2 separate regions of the Rattus norvegicus genome follow, and region 2 is linked to region 1. The links are chromatin contacts, called in public Hi-C maps. All regions are on one chromosome and are shown on one strand. Each heading gives the region's core, a stretch centred on a gene start, on an enhancer-like site or on the middle of the called end of the contact. The rest is flanking DNA. Distances are from core to core; before and after follow the strand shown. Region 1 holds the start of Sec62 (SEC62 homolog, preprotein translocation factor). Region 2 holds the start of Actrt3 (actin-related protein T3).

The links. A called contact is a pair of places that touch in the nucleus more often than the background predicts.
Region 2: a contact with region 1 is called in a Hi-C map of liver, with 3 times the contacts expected there. The contact joins the promoter of Actrt3 here to the promoter of Sec62 in region 1. A contact is called at or near these places in 2 of 12 Hi-C or Micro-C datasets (both in liver) and 1 of 1 datasets of contacts at active chromatin or transcription factors (oligodendrocytes).

What each region holds. Positions count from the first base shown.
Region 1 is chr2:114,524,418-114,530,897 of GRCr8, reverse strand. Sec62 (SEC62 homolog, preprotein translocation factor) reads left to right here and starts at 4,193. Exons shown (of 8, transcript NM_001393776.1): 1 at 4,193-4,847. The coding sequence starts at 4,812.
Region 2 is chr2:114,724,818-114,731,297 of GRCr8, reverse strand. It overlaps Actrt3 (actin-related protein T3), which reads right to left and starts at 3,764. Exons shown (of 2, transcript NM_001108942.2): 1 at 3,542-3,764; 2 at 1,737-2,696. The coding sequence starts at 3,741. The coding sequence ends at 1,781. Trnav-aac1 (transfer RNA valine (anticodon AAC) 1) reads left to right here and starts at 4,873; the gene lies at 4,873-4,945. It overlaps Mynn (myoneurin), which reads left to right and starts at 5,846. Exons shown (of 8, transcript NM_001399702.1): 1 at 5,846-6,472.

The sequences.
Region 1 (6,480 bases), core at 2,944-5,443:
GAGCTGAGGACAATTAGGAGGCTGTCACGGTAATTGTTCAGTGAGTAACCAGAACCTGATGATGGCAATGATAAGGAAGGAAAGAATTCCAAACATCTCAGTTGTATAATCAGCCGGTTGGTGAATGGCTGACAGAAAGGCATGGTTGGGATATTTTCAAGGTTTCTAGCATGACCAAGTCAATAGTGTAGTTAGCAAAACTAAAGCTATGTAGTGAAGGCTAAAGGTGTTGCTGGGGAAATGCAGCCTTTTCTTCAGACCACCACTAAAAAAAAATGAGTGTTCCATGTTCAAACCTCTGTCATCTATATTTTGCCCACACAAATGTTGCCCCATCGACATAATTCTTGTACTCCATTTCATCTAAATTGACCTTTTAAATGCTTTTTAAAAATTAATTTTTACAACTGAAATATAAGTACCACTTTTCAAAGACACTATAGTGTTGGCTACAGAAGTCTTTGAACAAGAATTTGGTGATAAAGAAGAGGGAGGATGGAATAAAGACATAAAATAAAGGACCATAAAGGCCAACATGGAGATGATGTGGATAATTGATATTGTCCAATACTAAAGATGATGTCAGCTGAACAAAGACACCAGGCTTTGGAAGTGAAATATGGACAGGAAAGAGAAAGGAAACCAAAATGTTGTCCGGAGGAAAGGCAAGAAGAACACGAGATGGTAAATTAAGTCATTAAATCTCATCTGAAGGTAATAACCTGTAGTTTGAGAGGGAGCTCATGATGATTAATCTTGGTATTCTACTTGGTTGAATCTAAAATCAACTAAAAAGCATGGGATTGTCTTCATCAGGTTATCTGAAATAAGAGGATCCATCCTAAGTGTCAGTGGTAACATTCTGTGACAACCCTTACAGAACGAGGTAGAAGGAAGCTTTTGTTCTTGCCTGCTTTCTGTTACTACCACGGCAAAGTTCATTCACTCTATTGCTGCTTCTGCTGCAGCATTCCTTCAATGCTATCAGGGTACAGATTCTTCCAGGTTCCAACATGTACCAAACACCAACACCTCTAGGATTCCTACAGGTCTCCAGTACCAGACTGCAGTACTTAGCTACCCAACCTCATGGACAGAGCAACTACGAGGGTTCTCATCCTCTCCAGTGGGACACAGCCGTTGTTGGGCAACCCAGATGCTATTAAGAAACCTAGTGTAATAAATTCACCCTTGATAAATGCTAATGGATCTATTCCTCTAGAGCCACAAAGGAATTTTCATTCCTTGCCATTTACTGGGCTAACCTAACCTTTTAAGTTTAGTAAGCACTCCATCAATCACTAACCACTAAATGCAATAGTGTTTTCATTTATAGATCAACTGTCCTATAAAAATAGTTCAGTGTCCCCCAGGTGTTGGTGCATGTCTTTAACTCTAGCCCTTGGGAGCAGAAAGGCAGGCAGATCTCTGTGAGTTCAAGGCCAGCCTGGTCTGCACAGAGAAATACTGTCTCAAAAAATAAACAAACAAAATAAAACAAAACCACCACCACCAATGACAAAATAAATAAAAAACAACAAAAAATAGTCTCATGTCTTCCAAATGAAGAAGTACAGAATGGAATCATCATTTGCCAGGGACCAGCCCCAGAAGAGTCTTCTTTCTAATTGGTTTTCCTTGAGGCAGCAGAGGGGGAAGAGCATCAGTGGAGGGTAAGACTTTGTCTTAGGAGATATTTAGGGTTGCTGTATAATAATAAAAAGTTGACTTAAGTTACTATGCTACTGTAGCTGACTTACTTATCAAGTCTAATTACTTTGCTACTGTAGCTGGCCTGCCTTCTGTGTTCCTCTGAACATAAACTGCAATCTCTGGCATTTAGCATCTCATCCTAAAACAGCAGGAAATTAAGTGAAGGATTAATTGCTAGAGCCTCTCCCCTCTTGTCCAGATGCCTCTTGCTTGTCAGGCTAGGGTGAAGTTTGGAGCAATAAACTTCTATTGGACCAGGAGAAGAGAATCTCCATGACAGAAGGAAAAACTTTTACATAAGCAAATACGCATAAACTCACATAAATTCATATACAGATTCACACATGCATTTATACATTTCCATTAAAGCCAGTTGGATCCAGCTTGCGTGCATTCCCATAAGTACATATTCTCTCTCTCTCTCTCTCTCTCTCTCTCTCTCTCTCTCTCTCTCTCACACACACACACACACACACACACACACATACATACACACACACACACACACTTACATACGCATTTGGACCAATTGCTAGTGCAGAAAGAACTCACTCATTCAGGATGAAAAATGGGCTCCAATCTTTATTGCATAGAGAAATAGCTTCTACCCTTTTAATGCTAAATAAATTAAACCCAAGTTTGTAAGAAAAAAGCTTTCTTCCTTTTAATAAGACTAAGACTGATTTGTTTTTAAGAAATGACCTGTTCTGTCCCACGGTAAGGAGAAGTCTGCCTGCTCCTTCTGTTCTCTGCTGCTTCTTTTTTCCTCTTTCCTTCTGCATTCCGCACATTGCTCTCTTAGGTTTTTATGTTACCTTATAGTTTCTAAGTTATTCCACTCTACATTCTCCTTCTAATCTTGCTCTTCCCTCCTGCTCTGATGTCACAGTAATGCTCTTACTCTCAATGCCTTTTCTCCCAATGCTACGCCTTTACTTCTAAGTTCTTCTTGAGTTTAGTTCTGTCTAAAAATTTCTCTTATGTCCCGACTAAAAAATTATCCCCATTTTGTTCTAAAAAGTTCTGTTCGGGTCTGACCAAAAAGTGTTCTGTCTCTTTTCTTTGTCCGCAGCACTTATTTATCTTTCAGAATACATGATCACATGGTGAAAAGTTTATTACAAGTTTACACATAAATTCATATCACAAATTGAAATAGAAGTTCATAATAGAGAATGTTTACATACATATCCATTAGGAGTAAATAGCTGGCTCATTGACCACCTGTCACAACTCCACAAGTTCATTGAGAGCTAAAAACCATAACTAAGCTGTTAGTGAAGTTTTGTATAGATAAACCCAGTCAACACTTTATCCTCTGTCTTAGCACCTATAAGTCACAGTTCCCTTTCTATGATCTTTGGTTTTACAACCTTTTGGAATGTACTCTTGAGTAGTAGAAGCAATTAACTGGTGACAGAGACTGGCAGAACCCTTACTGCCTTTTTGACAGCTTAATAAATGCTGATATAGTTTTAGGAATTCTTATAGGATGATCATTAGAAATTAAGTCTTCTATATGTCTATATAGCATCCCTACAAGACAGTACAGATTTGTCAGAGATCTGCTCAAAAGGGTGGGCTAATACCTAGTGAGTATTATATATGTTTAATAATAACAGGAGAAGCATATTATTAGGAAATCTTTCCTAAAATGATTTTCTCCTGGGCCTTGCCTATGGATGCAAGCCTGCCATGGACTATGTTAATCTGGGGCAAACCATCTCAGGAAGATCATGTTAGTTATTAGCTTGTCCTATGCCAGGTTCTGACAATCATTTGGATAAGCAGTACTAGAGAAAACAAAAGATATTGTATATTCCAAGTTTTGGGTTAATAGGTAAGAATTATCAGTTCTCCCCTGCTTCCTGACATCACAGAGGGAAGGAAAAGAAATTGCTCCCTTGAGAATAGAATTGCGGGGTTTGGGATTTGGCTCAGTGGTAGAGCACTTGCCTAGCAAGCGCAAGGCCCTGGGTTCAGTCCCCAGCTCCGGAAAAAAAAAAGAGAGAGAGAGAGAGAGAGAATAGAATAGCATAGTCATAAACAAAAACCACCCACCTTCAGCTACCTTACTTTATAAAAGATCAGCCATCAAACTACAGTACTTTGCCTCAATTACACATTTGTACGTCAGATATATGAAATAGAAACTTTAAAGATTTTGAAATTAAGTTTGCAATGCAAAAGTGAGACAAAGCAGGCTACCAAATTCCATGTTTAGGAACAGAGAAGACGTACAAATTCAACATGTACACACAAAGTGTGTAAAGGACGAAAGAAACTTAAAATGATTAACTGACTTGAGGGGTAGAATTAAACTTTATTAGTTCTATCTTTTCTGTAGTTTCCCAACTTTCCACAGCTACAATGTCATCAGAGCGTGTATCTAAGCACTTAACAACTCATGTCTTTGGTCTAGAAGGTTCTAAAACAGCAGTCATCTAGCAAGACTAGAAGTGACCTGCAGTCCACTGCATCCCAACTAGTCTTGCTCCTTTCCATCTTACTAACTTCCCGGGGCTCTTCTCGACTTCTGAATTCTAAGGATGGGTTATGAAGAGTCACGTGATGAGTGGGCATTCCAAGCCTTTGGGAACAAGCTGTGTAACTCCCTATGCTCCTTAAAGGAGTCGCTTTCCATCTTTTAAAGGGAACTTCATGGGACTGAAGTGGGGTGCCACGGAGCTTGTTGGGGCAGGAAGCGGCATAGGTGACGCTTTGGGTCCCGGTGGTCCAGGTCCTTTCCTCAGCAAAGGCCTCACCGGCGTCGGTGACTCCGAGGGGTGGGGCCCGGGGATCTGTATTTACACGCCAGCCAGGTGACTCCGACGTTCAGTCAGGCTTGAGAGCCGAAGCCTCTTGCCGGCCTCCAGCGCTCTGACTCACTTCGCGCCGACCTCCCGGGCCCAGCCTCCACCGCCCGCCACCCCAGGGACAGGAACGAAGACCACAGAGCCCGGCCCTCGGCTGCCCCCAGCCCACAGCCCGCGGCGGGTTACATAACGGGCCGCGAGCCGCCGCACTCTCGCGAGACTTCCACCGCCCCCCCTCCCCTGCTCGCTCCACGTCAGAAGGAACCGGGCGGAGCGGCCAACATGGCGGAACGCAGGCGACACAAGAAGCGGATCCAGGTCGGGGGCCGCGGGGGGCTCGGGCGCGCTGGGACAAGGAGGGACAAGGGGAGACATCCCAAGCGACCCGGTGCCCGGAGGCTGTTGCCGCAGGGTCGCGGCGCCGTGACGGGCCCGTGTCGGGGCGGTGCTAGCGGCCGCTCGGCCGAGGGGTCTGTGGAGCAGCGGGGGAAGGAAGGAAGGAGGCGCGGCGCTCGAATCCCGCGTCCGGCCCCGCGTTCCTGCGGCGGAGGGCCCGGGCCTGCGCGGGGAGCCAGTCTCCTCCGGAGCGCGGACGCCGGGCGCCGGCCTTCCCTCCCTCCTCCGTGCCCCTGGCGCTCCGGATATTAATGCCACGGTAACTGGGGTGGAAGGAGGGCTGACCTGAGGCACCGCCGCCGGTTCTTTGTGCTTCCAGACGGACGCTCCGCTGACCCGGGCCCGGCCCGAGGGCTCCTTCCAGATGTTAAGCGGCGTCTGCCCTCCTTTCCCCCTCTCACTGGTTCTTTTAACCGAATAGTCGGCTTGAAGCTTGCCGGCCTTCTTCCAGGCGATACGATGTAAACAAACCCTGCCTGGTCGGTGCTGCAATGGGCTGGTGGCACCCAGAAACCTTTCACATGCCAGCTTGTCAACCTCACGCCCTACATAATATGCCTTCCTCATCCCCTATTAATGTCACCTGAGCATCTCTTCCCCGCAGTTTTCTTCTCCCAGTTGTGTGTCTATTGTTCGATGCACCTTAAACATTGATGTGAGTGCCTCAAGAGCTCACCCAGAAACCAAAGGCATAAGTTGATGGCACCTACTAAGTTGTTAATATGTCAGTCGCAAGTTGTTACACTCATTCTTGTCTTTCTGTTCCCCACTTAGGATGACTTTTTCTGTTTTCGTTTTATATCCATTTTTAAAAGGCTTATCCACTTCTTGGCCTTGTAGGCCTTTTGAACTATGTAAGTTACAGTTGAAAACTATACTGTGGGAAAGATACCAGTGTTGAGTAAGTGTGGAAATTGGCAGGCATGACAAAATAATTTTGAACAGGTTACAGAAGAGTCCAAGTTCACATAGGTTTTCAAACCAGAGTGCCAAGACAATAGACATTTCTAATTATGCTATTCCTAGGCTTTTGAAATTTAGTACTATAGTTCAACATGGATAATTATTTTATTACAATGTGTATTGAAGTTGTTAAATTTGTGCCTCCTGTACTAGTTTGGTTTGCCATTGGCCAAATTTGTACTGCTTTGCTCTTTAGTACACATTCTCTTACAGTTTTATCTGTTCTTCAATATTGTCACAAAGGAATATACTGTACTTTTCAAATCGCTCATATTTCAGTTGTGAGCTTATGTTAAACAGAAAGGTAGGTAAAGAGGCTTTATGGTACTGTAACGGTAGTGTCCAAGTTATCTTATGCTTGTTTGTACTCCAGTTCCACCAATTAATAAGCAAGATTTGTTGTTTGGTTGGTGTTTTGTTTTTTTTCCTCAACTTCTGCATTTGTGAGAAGGATCGTTTACCTTTGAAAAAGGAAAGTTTTTAGGGTTGTAGATTTGGTATAAAAAGATTAAGTTAATGACTTACTAAAAGTTATTAAAAATGCCCTCCTTCACCAGAATAAAGAAATTAGGTTAGTTATATTGTTTTTTGT
Region 2 (6,480 bases), core at 2,515-5,014, 200 kb before region 1:
TTTGTTCACGGACTCTAGTTCAATCTCATGCTGTCAGAATATCTGCTCTCTTCCTGTCATGGACTCATTCCTTCCCACAGCAACCTTTTTCCTTGAACTTCAACAACAACCTTAGATCTGACTCATTTGACACAATGTTTTAAACTAGGCCCAGCAAGGGTGTGCTGTGACATCAGCACCCAGGAGGTGGGGGAAGAGAAAAATCACTGCAGGTTCAAGAGGAGCTTGAACGACAGGATTGTTAGTACAGCAGGAGCTCCTATACCAAGATACCCTGTCAAAAATAAATGGGGCACTGTCCCTTGCTCTCTTTCCAAGGGAAAAGTGGAGAATACATACTGTTTCCCATAAAAGCATTTGACTTATTATTTGGGCAATTAACACCTGTCTCTATATCCATGAGCTCAAGTTGGACTGTAGAAGGACTTTCTGTGGTTAAATAACAGCTAGCATTCTTCAGGAACTTGGGAAATGGGTTTTCTGTCCCCAGGAGGAGTTGGTCCCCTCAGCTACCAGTCCTCCTCATTATATAAAGTGAGAACATGGCTGCTCCTAGTTATGGTTGAAGGAAAGGTTTTTATTGTACATGTGAAGAAGAGGTGTGTCTGGAAAAAGTCCAGAGAAGGGAGAGAGAGCAGCAGTGAACTGGGCCATGAGAGGATGGACGGGAGAAGAGCGAAAGGGGAGGAAAGCCGTGGGGCAAGTGTGAGGGGATCAAGACTGGAAGCCCAAGAGAGCACATAGATGAAATTGCGGGGTCATATAGGAAGGAAGCTGAGACCATGACCGGAGAAGTATAGGATAGAGGGCAGAGTGAGAAGAGCTGTAAGGAGCCACAGGTACTGAGTGAGCCCAGAGGCTGGGATATGTTATTAGACACCACAGATGGCCATCTGTCCCGTTTCTTTGGACCTGACAGAATCTGCAACATTTGCCCAAACCCTGCTCTCTCACACTCTGCCTGTCTTACAGACTGCCCTGCCCATGCCCAGCCTACTTCTCTCTCTCTGCTTCGGACTCCTCCAGATGCCTCTGGACTATTTTTCCCTATATTATTTACAATAAATACTGCTCCCCAGGGTATCTTGCTATGGGAGCTCTTGCTAGACTAACAATCCTGCAGCCCAAGCTGCTCTTGAACATGCAGTGATTTTTCTCTTCCTCCACCTCCTGGGTGCTGATATCACAGTATACCCCACTCTGGCTAGCTTAAAACTGCTGTACCTAGCTTAAAACTGTTTCAGCAGTTTCTGAGCCGCGCCTCACCTCCTACAACACCCGACCACTTTTATTACATTGTTTCCTGCCCTGTTAGAAGAATTCAAGAAAACCAGGCCCAAAGTTGTTGTAATTCCAGCTATCTGGGAGACTGAAGCACAAGGATTACAAGTTTTCAAGTCCAGCCTAGGCAGTTTAGCAGATCTAATCTCAAAATATCTCAAAAAAAAAAAAAAGGAGAAGAGGAGGAAGAGGAGGAGAAGGAGGAGGAAGAGGAGGAAGAGGAGGAAGAGGAGGAGGAGGAGGGGGAGGAGGAGGAGGAGGGGGAGGAGGAGGGGGAGGAGGAGGAGGGGGAGAAAACTGGGAATATAGTTCCCTGGTAGAGCACTTAGCATTCATGAGACTCTAGGGTCAACTCCCAGAACTACCAAAAACATTTTTAAAGAGAAAGTGGCCACCCCAATTACAGAACTTCTTTTCATCCTCCCCAAATAAGAATACCCAAAGCATTTTGTTATGTACATCCAAAGCAATTTTACTCGTCATTCATTCTGCATACATTTCAGAAGCACCTCTGGTGTACAATGTTGGGTCCCACTTCTTCGAATTCTGCAGCCGTGATCCACATGTCTTGGAAGGCAGACAAGGATGCAAGAATAGATCCCCCCATCCACACCGAAATTTTCCTTTCAGGAGGAGCTACAACCTGCACGGTGGTATTGGCAGGTGCCAACTTTGCCACATCCTTAATGAGTCGCTTATCTAAACCAGGAAAAGAGGTCGATCCTCCGGAAAGGATGATGTTGGAGAAGAAGGAGTTCCTGAGATCTGCATCACACTTCATTATACTGCTGAAGCATATCCTGTCGATGCCAGGAGCATCCACATTCACAAGATACGGAGAGAAGAGGGCCTCCGGGCAGCGGAATACCTGCTTACGGAGTTTTACAGTCTTCCCGTCAGGGAGGGTGTACATTTTCTCTACGTTAGATTCCTTGACCATTTCCTCATCATAGTTCATTGCCACATAGCAAGCATTCTCCTTAATGTCTGTGACAGTTTTTCTGTCCCCAGTTCTAAGCAGCATGATACCATCATCCTTCAGCAACATCATGAGGTAGTTGGTGAGGTCAATTCCTGCCACGTTTAGCTGTTTTACACCATGTGATAGGCAGTAACCCTCAAAGATGGGCACACACTGAGTAATCCCAGCACCTGAGTTCAGCACAAGGCCAGTGGTAAAACCAGCAGCAAACAGAGCCAACACAGCCTGGACAGACATATAGAAGGCAGGGACTCCCAGATTTTCAAAAAACACTTCGGAGATGTGCTGCCGGTCTGCCAATGGGTTGAGAGCCGGTTCTGTAACCAAGACCGGGCCATCGCTGGGGTTCAGGTTCAGGTTGTAGTCATAGATATGTTTCCACATGATCTCCATGTCTCCCCAGGAAGAAATGAGACCCCGTTCCACTGGATAGCTGGAGGGGGAACAAAAAAAAATATATGTCTTGTGTTTTTATGGTTGTTGTTAGTGGTGGTTTTTAGATTTGGCTTTAAAAGTATTGTGTTGTTGTTGTTGTTGTTATTATTATTATTATTATTATTATTATTATTATTATTATTATAGTTCTTGTTTTGAGACAGAGTCTCTCTACGCTGTCCTCGCTGCCTTAGAACCCATGACACTTGCCTCCAGCACTCAAGAGGCAGAGGCAGGCAGATCTCTGAGTTTGAGACCAGTCTGGTCTACAGAATGAGTTCTAGGACAGCCAGGGCTACGCAGAGAAATCCTATCAAATAAATAGACAGATAGGCTCAGTATGCAAACCAACTTGGCCTGGAACTCACAGACTCCCCTGTCTTTGCCTTATTAAAGGTGCAGGGTACCATTCCTAGACAGAAGCCATTAACACGTTCCCTTTCTGCTCTTTTTCATCTAAAGGGAGAGTATTTATCATGGTAACTTCCAGTAAATAGCACGACTACTTTTCTCTGCAGTCATTTTGCTTTGCCATTTTTCTCCTCCTTGGAGAATGTGACTTCAAAAAGTTGGAAACTTCCTACGTTATTCAAGTATAGTAAATGGTTAAAGGGACCTCACCACACGACAAATGCCATACATCAAGTCACGTTCTTATGCAGGCACGTCTAACACGAATGGCCACTGTGTGTTTGAATATATTTGTGCACAGAGAACAGAAGTTTGTGTAACGGGTGGCTGGCTGAGGCCTTGGGGTTCCTTTCCTGGTCCTTTCCCGGAGGCTTTAGCTGTGGGCTCTCCACCCACTTCCACACAGACCCAGACTTTAGCGTCCTGCAGTACCTGATGGACAGGAAGCTCCTGCGCTCCTGCGCTTGATCACCCACACGCAGCTCCTGCTTGCTGTCAGCCGCAGGGCTGTGGTTCTTGGTCCGGCCCAGAATATTCGGGTAGACGAACTGGGGCTCCCGGGCCCCAGCCAGGCCCGCCTTGATCATTCCCGAGCCGTTGTCGATCACCACTGGTGGCTGGTAGCTGCTCATGCTGCCGGTGCTGCTGCATCTGCGCCTCCGGACCGCTCCTTCGCTGGCTGTGCTGGGGACAGGTGCCCCGCGTCACAGAGGACCGCGCCATCTGCTGGCCCGCGTGACGCGCGGTGCCTCCTGAGACCGCTTCCGTGGGTTGAGATTCTCCCAAGTCCTTGATCTCTGGTTAACAGGAGTGGGAAACAGGAGGAAGGACCCTGAAACCCAGGAAAGGCTTGGGAATATTGTTGTAGGAAGGTTCTGCCTGGCTTCTGTAAGGATCAACTTCAGCAGAGGCTGGGGTGTGAAACGAGTTTATGTTCTGCATAGTAAACAATGTTATATCTTTCCTGTGGTTTCTACAAATGAACATAAGATGGTGTTCCGCATCTTAGCACAGGCTAGCCTCGAATTCCCCTCTTCAGACTCTGAGTTCTGGGATGCTTGGCTCCCCTCCTTCCTCCTTGTCCTTTCTCCTTTCTCTTTCCTTTATTCCTCCCTGCCTCCCTTCTTTTCTTCCTTTATTTTTCCCCCTCATTTCCTCCTTCCTTACTTTCCTCCCTTCTTTCCTTCTTTACTCCCCCCCCCCCCCATTTCATCGTTTTCGGATTATATCTCTAGATCCTATGAAGATAACGTTCATTTCCTGGGGTTGATTGTATTAGGAATAGGAACTGCCACTTGGTAAGGAATATAAATGTCTTAGATCATTATGAAGTTCAGCTAAAAAAAAAAAAAAAAAAAAGTACATTCATTGCGTGGCAAAAATGAGCGTCTTGGTGTCTGATTTCGCGCGTCCCTTAGGGTTTTTAAAAAGTACACAAATTAGAAGCTTTGGCAGGTATTTCGAAGCAGGATGGGGAAAGGTAATTTATACGTCCTCCCACCAGAAAACGGCTGAAGCACGGTTCTGCTCCATTTCACAGTCTCTGGCGTGCTGAGGCTTCTCCAGCCGGAGAGAGAGGGAGAGAACAAGTTCAAACTTTTGAAATAGTTTCAGCACTGTTCAGTCAGTTAACTGTGCTCTGTTCAGTTTACTTTTTTTTCTTTCTTTCTTTCTTTCCTCGTTGAAAAATGCATGAATTTTAAAACTTGTGAAGCATGCATGAGAACATAAGAGGAACTATTTCAGCAAGAGGAGGCAGCCAGGTTTCCGTAGTGTAGTGGTTATCACGTTCGCCTAACACGCGAAAGGTCCCCGGTTCGAAACCGGGCGGAAACACGATTTTTATAACCAATAACAGACAGGAAAACACCAAACAAAAAGAACTGATGAGGTAGGTTGCTGCTGATCCTAGAAGACTTTCCTTTCATTTTCTCTTAGCTCTATGCTCTGGAGCATCTCTGTGTTCAGTTTTTCCCTCTGGAGTTTCCATTTTCCCTTCCATGCCAGGCTAAATTTTATTTTATTTTATTTTATTTTATTTTATTATTTTTTACTGGATTTTTAAAATTTACATTTCAAATATTATTCCCTTTTCCGGTTTCCCGTCCATAAGCTAGCTCCCTATCCCATCCCTTCCCACTTCTTTTATGAGGGTGGTCCCCCACCCAACCACGCACCCCTTCCTGCCTCACTGCTCAGACATTCCCCTGCACTGGGGCTCCAGCTTTGCAGGACCAAGGGCTTCCCCTCCCATTGGTGCCCAACAAGGCCATCCTCTGTTACATATGCAGCTGGAGCCATGGGTCTGTCCATGCGTAGTCTTCGGGTAGTGGTAAATTTTATTCTTAATTTATATGTCAAGTTCACTAAATATTTCAGAATTAACACATTATCGAAAATTTGACAAAAAGGTGGAATTAAAAGGAAATTTATACTCAGAAATATAAAAAGTAGCTTCAACATTTTTAAGTCCAGAAATATGACTTTTAACAACAAACGTTTCAGTTGTGCTTTTTAATATTTATGACGTCCGCAGGTTCTAGGGAAGAATCTGCACGAACACATCAAAACTTTTTGACGCTTTTGTATAGCGCAGCGATAACTTTGCTCTTCTCCCTTTACTGCACTAACTCTGATTTCGAGGTAAATAATTGTGCTAAAATTATTCTGGGTCAGAAGCAGGAAAACCTTTTCCGGTAGAAAGCCCACCTTCCTCTCACGTTGCGCATGCCCAGTGTGCCCTGCTGCTTTGCTTTGCTTTCCTGCATCTCAGCCTCTGTCACCAGGTAAGGGCATTCTGGAAGATGAGTTTCGGTGTGCCGGCTCAAACAGAACTCTGGGGGTCCCAAGAGCTTTCGGATATGCAAAAGAGGAAGGAGTGATTGGTCTCGACTTAAGCATATCCCTCCCACCCACCACGGTCAAGAACCAGGGTGCACAACGCAGTCATCTCCACTGGAGGGGCGCTAATGAAGACAGGATGACAGGCGAGAAAAAGAACTACAACTCCCAGCATGCAGCGCGCAGCGCGGTTCCTGGAGAGGCCGGCTGTGCACTTGAGCCGGGTCTCCGCCCAGATTCTGGGCCGACAGCGGTGGGCTGACAAGTGAGCGTCTGGCGCAGGATGTAAGTCAGCAGTGAGGTGTGATCCGGAGACCTGGGCATGCCGGGAAGTCAGGGCTCAGAGACCCAGCTCGCCGGCCCTAGTGGACACCTAGAGTCCTATCTCCGGTGTCCCCATGGACCACACATCCGGACGTGACGCGACGGCGGAGGAGGCAGGGAGAGGAGGAGCGTCGCGGTGACGTCCTCCCAAGATGGCGGTGAGAGAGTGAAGAAACTGTTTCCCTTGGGCGGATACGGGTGAGTGC